2 separate regions of the Mus musculus genome follow, and region 2 is linked to region 1. Evidence: chromatin contacts called from public promoter capture Hi-C data. All regions are on one chromosome and are shown on one strand. Each heading gives the region's core, a stretch centred on a gene start, on an enhancer-like site or on the middle of the called end of the contact. The rest is flanking DNA. Distances are from core to core; before and after follow the strand shown. Region 1 holds the start of D130079A08Rik (RIKEN cDNA D130079A08 gene). Region 2 holds the start of 4930449E01Rik (RIKEN cDNA 4930449E01 gene).

Region 1 (2,700 bases), core at 137-2,636:
TGTATTCAGCTACCAGGGGTGCACCCCCCACACACACACACACGCCCGAGCTTCTTGCTGGGGACCCCTGGCCCCTAGGTTCCTAGTCGCCAGACAACCAGCATTTTCCCGGTCAGGGGCAGCATACAGCCAGGCAAGAGTAGATGCGAGCGGGTTAAGAGCCCAAGGCTAGGGCATCCCGCGCGCGTGCGCACTGGTAGCCACCGAGCTCAGACCGTGGTGGGGGCGAGTCCGAGCGGACTGAGTGCGTGGAGCGTGGCGGGGGGGTGGGGGATGGGGGGGGGAAAGGGAGGGAGCAGAGCCCGCACATGCGCACTGAGCGCGACTTGGGGGAGTCAGCTGCAGTTCCCGGTTTCAAAAATTAGGCGCTGTCAGAGGTCGAGTTCCTCTCCTAAGTGCCTTTGAGATCAGTTTGAGTGAAAAGGGAAGAAGACGCAAATCTCATATTAGTTAAAAATTCTCTTTTTACATCCCAACTTGCCTAAGTCAAAAGTCAGTTAACGGATGCAGAAGTTTCAAATTTGGTTTTGCAGGTTTAATTTTTATTTTATTTTTTATTTTAATTTTTTGTTTATTTTCAAAAGAATTGGATGAATACGACCTAGGCTTTTGCTTTGTTGTTAAGATGCAATACCCCGCGAACTGATTAGACTAGAGAGGATTTATATCTGGACGAAAGGATTGGGGTGCTGCAAAGCCCTCGTGTTCTCCCTCAGATCGTCCCCCTCCCCCGGTGGAATGGGGAAGAGCGTCCCAGTCTGCTCTGAGGGAGGTGGCTAGGAACAAATTGAAGGGGTGAAGGGAAGCGGAAGGGACTGGCAGAGAGCTTGATGAAGACTTGGCAAAGAGGGTGGATGGAGAGAAAAGAGACCGCGCATTTATCGAGTAAAACGAATTGCAAGCATAAGTTTGTTTAATAACTCCGACGCCTAGCCTCAGCACAGCACAATGTATACAAACTTCTATAGACGAGAATCGGAATAAAACAAAACGTTGACAATTTCCAACCGCGGAAAATCACTTGCACAGGTCTCTTCTCTCCCTCCCGCCCCTGCCAAGTGTTGACAATAAACATTTAATGAAGGCAGAGACCTGGCCGTCTCCAGACAGTGTCAGAATACTTTCAGCAGACCATTAGCACGGCTTCTTCTACTTCAAACATCGCGTGGCACACCCTTACATTATTAAAAAAAAATACAACGTGTGAGATAAATAATCCGTTCACAAAGCTATCTTAAGTGGTCTGCAGGAGTTCTGACGCCCCTGTACTTACTAACAGAAAGTAACTCATTGTAGATTACTCGCGCTTAAAAATGTTAAATACAGTTAATGCAATATTAATCGCCCTTTGGTGATATAAAATGCAATATTTTCAGGCAGCTATTGAGCTTTTCCAGAGGAAGGGCTGATGAGAAGAGTCGCAGCTGAATAGTGAGAGAAAAAGCCTGGTATTTATTGCTTTTGTTTGGCTTTTGGCTACAGAGACAGGAACCTTCTAATGGGGTAAGGACATTTATTTTATCTGCAATCTATTGCTGAGAGAGCAGGGGCGGCAGATGGGGCTGGTGCGATATTCACAGTGTAATTTAGAGCAAATCCTAATAACTAATAATGATTTATGTTAATTTTGATCATCTCTGCGACTTTATCAAATCGTTGCGATGAAAGAAAGAAAAAGAAAGAGAAGCTAAATGTGCAGAGGGCTCTGAGGCTCACGGGTTTGGGAGCTCGCGTCCTGGGCTCTGCAGAATCTTAAAATGCATTCTGTTTTAGCAATGGAAATGTAGGAATTTGAAAAGGCAGGTAGGTAGGGTGCCTTTGACGAGGTACAGAGATGTTTGGATCAGGCTTATCTTTCTTGTCAAATCTACTTAAAATGTGTAGCCTTTCAGCGGCAAGCGCTTTTTATCTGTTTTCACTAAAACCGAATACGTTTTGGTTGTTTTGTTTGCCTACATTTAAACTAAACTTAAAAAAAAAATCCTCATGTTGGGTGCAGAGGGGCGGGGGCGGGAGCTATCTTGGGACTGGGAAAGCAGGGAACAAATGTAAGTTAATAGAGTCTTCCGAATGGGTAATCTTAATGTCTAGGTTCCAAGTGAGTTTAAGCTCGGCCAGCAATCTCTTGGCGCACACTGCCACTCCTCTTGAAGAAGTTCTTTTACTGGTTCCTTGAGTCCACTGCCAACTAACTCCTAATCTTTACCTTCCATCTGACACATGTTTGCCAGCATCAACTTAGGGAAACCAATTTCGGCCTTTACCACCCATCTCTACCTCCTTCCAAGAAATTCCCAGGCTTTTAAACTTAAACCGGTCTCTTCTCTCTTGACTTCCTTTGGTAAAGTGGCACACGAATAGAACTCCCAGGGGCTTCCAATTGAAACCCGGTTTTGCACTGAAATCCGGACTATTTTCGGCTAGAGTCCCAGCAGTTTTGAAAGGAAGGGCGCAGCCTCGCTCCTGGCAGTTTACTTCTCACTTACCTTTTGTGGGTTTTAACGCCTCGGGGCTATAGTTTGAAAGTAAAACAGCTTCAAAGCATCGCCTTATTAGCTCTGTATTTGAGGAATCCAGAGATGAAAACTACCTAAAAGGTTTAATAGGGCGGAACAGTATTTATTTGCCAAGCAAACAGCCAGAATATAGTTCAAAAGGGGCGCAGTGGCTTCTCAGCGGGAGGCTGGAAGGGCGAGAACG
Region 2 (2,700 bases), core at 95-2,594, 1.0 Mb before region 1:
ATACACTCCCCGGTTGTATAGATTTAGGAATCACATTTTTCTTTCCCTCCTAGCCCACTATGATGAAGACACCTTGGAGTCTAGGGAAGAAAAGCCAGTGGGTCAGGAAAGCGTCTATCTGTCTTTCCGCCCTCATAGATAAAGCAGGAATTTTCTGGTGGTCTCTCTCTCAGCTTCTGATGTTCAGAAAGATAACTGTGTACACCCCCGTCGGAGAAGACGCTGACTTTTGTGTGGTTCCTTCTTGTGCCTGTCTTTCCCCTTCAGGGTTTAACTGAGTTTCCGACGGCCTGTCTCCGGCTGTGATAAATCAGGGGTTTCTTTTTCCCACTCTGGACTCCATTATGACATCACAGTAGCTATACAAACCCCAGAGTGAAGCAAACAAAAGAATTTTTTTAGTTCTCCTTCATTCAATAAGGCTCCATTTTCTGTCACACGACAACCTTTTGACCTGCATCCTAATGGCTCTGGTCACTCAAGGGCAGAAGTCCGGCCATAGGTTAAGTCTGTGCGCGTTTATGTTGAGGAGGGGTCTGTTTGTGCTCACTTCCTGTTGTCTGCTGGCACAATGCCATTGCTGTTCCGGAGCCATGAGATTCTGCTTCCTGAGTGAGCTCTTTCCCCTGAGATGTTAAAAGGAGGTTGCCTGTCTTGTCTCTGTCCCTTCAGTTAGCCAGGCCTTTTTGTCTTGGCTGCAGCTGAGCTGACAGTAGAGCCATCTTACCTTGAGAGGCTTGGGGGCGGGGCGGTGGGGGGCAAGTAATGCTGACTATTTCGTCGCGTTGCAACGGTTTCCCCGCTTTGCATTTCTTAACACCTGCTAGCCTGAACATTGCTTTAAAATGTACAGCTTCTGTTTGGTTCCTTTTTAAATGTTCAAAGCAAAAGCAGAACATAAACAATAGGCATATCAGGTAAACGCAGACTATTTGGGCAATAGTCGGATTTAAATACAGATCTGCAACTCCTCTCTCTCTCTCTCTCTCTCTCTCTCTCTCTCTCTCTCTCTCTCTCTCCCTCTCATTCTGTCTTCTCTGCCCACCTTACCTGCTCCTGCCTTCCTCCACACTCTCCCATTCTGCTTCAAGGAGAGGAGCAGACTGACCACTGCTAGAATGAATGCTACCAAGCTGACCAGTCGCAGAAAGTGTTGAGGCATGTGAACAACGATCCATCCATGCAACACACTCATTCAGCCAGCCAACCCAGCTGGCCTTCATCCCTTCCTCTTTCAGATGGGCCCAGGTTCTACAGGGTAAAGTCACTCAGCATTCCCAAAGCAGAAAGCAGTAGGTAGAGCAGATGAGTGAAGACCAGCCTGGAAAGGATATAGCATTCGTCATCCCGCACAGGAGAGACGTGGGGGATCTGTTCACACTCCATCTCCTGTCTTACCGGGGAGGGGGGGGGGAAGGGTCTCTGTACTACCTATGGTATGTGAGCAGGCACTGCACACTTAGGGGAGCGCTGCTCTCTGGAGTCCCATTGTCTTCAACTAATTCTTTAAAGGATAACGCAGAAAGGATATTTAACTTGGTACATTTCCAAAACCAGTGATTTACTCTCTCCACTAGTTTCCCAGTCTATGCCCTCAAGATGGGCATAGAATTTATCACTTGGCCTCTTCTTGGCTATGTAGACAGACAATATGGGATCCTCCCTTCCTTCTTTTCCTTTTTTCTTAAACCACAGTTCCAAATTATGCATATTCCTCTGTTGTGCAATCTCATGTTCCACTCCCCCCCCCTCCATATGCTATGACAGATCACTACAGCAGACCATTGTGAATGTCCCCCGAGGTGGGAAGGCTGCCTTCCTGAAGCAGATTAGTGATCATCCTGGAGTGGTTCCATGTTCCTTTTTCCAGGAGCCAAACCCGGATGCTTTTTTTTTTTAAAGATACTTTTAAAAAAAGAAATGCAGGCACGAATATAACTCGAGGAATGTTATACTTCCTGGTACCAGCTGTTCATCAAATTATGAGAAGAAACAGGAGGATTTATGATCCTTGAAATTTCATTTGAGCCCATGTTGTCACAGGGGTACTTCCTACCATATGCTCCATCCTTTTTGCAAGGTCCCAAGAAACCCCCCCCCCCCCCGAGAGCATGGAGTCCCGAGGGTTAATTTAATTTTATCTGTTTTCTTCCCATGGTAGTGAGAGAGAAGCTGCCATAGAATCCTCCCATTCCTCTTATTTTTTTTTTCTTCACATATAAGTGGTTCTCTCCTTAAAAATATAAGATTCTCCTTCTCAGCATGGTCTAGGATTTCTTAAATTTTCCTTCACGTGACTGCATAAATATAAGATTATGTCATTTTCATAAAAATGAACACAAATGGGCATAACCATATTAAACAAATTTTGTCATTCAAAGAATGACAAATATGTTTTCCTTCCCTTGTGATTCCTAACATATATATGGATATGTAAAATAATGTATGCATATGACATAAAAATAGAAGAGAAATAGCCTAGGAGAATAAGAGGAATAATAGAAAGGGGGGAGGGCAAAAGAGATAGGGAGGGCATAGGGGGCAAGGTGATCAAAGTATGCTTATATACTTGTATGAAAATAGCTTTATGTAACACATGACCACGTATCATGACTATACACAAGGAAAAAAGTTTTTATATATGCATATTTATGTATGTATATATAAATGCATACATATATCTATATACACACATACATA

What was found. Promoter capture Hi-C pulls out the DNA fragments that hold promoters and counts their contacts.
Region 2: a promoter capture Hi-C map of pre-B cells shows a contact between it and region 1, with 4 times the contacts expected there. The contact joins the promoter of 4930449E01Rik here to the promoter of D130079A08Rik in region 1. A contact is called at or near these places in 2 of 39 promoter capture datasets (liver and pre-B cells).

Annotation. Positions count from the first base shown.
Region 1 is chr14:104,458,022-104,460,721 of GRCm38.p6, reverse strand. D130079A08Rik (RIKEN cDNA D130079A08 gene) reads left to right here and starts at 1,386. Exons shown (of 5, transcript NR_168067.1): 1 at 1,386-1,503.
Region 2 is chr14:105,497,432-105,500,131 of GRCm38.p6, reverse strand. It overlaps 4930449E01Rik (RIKEN cDNA 4930449E01 gene), which reads right to left and starts at 1,344. Exons shown (of 3, transcript NR_045921.1): 1 at 1,051-1,344.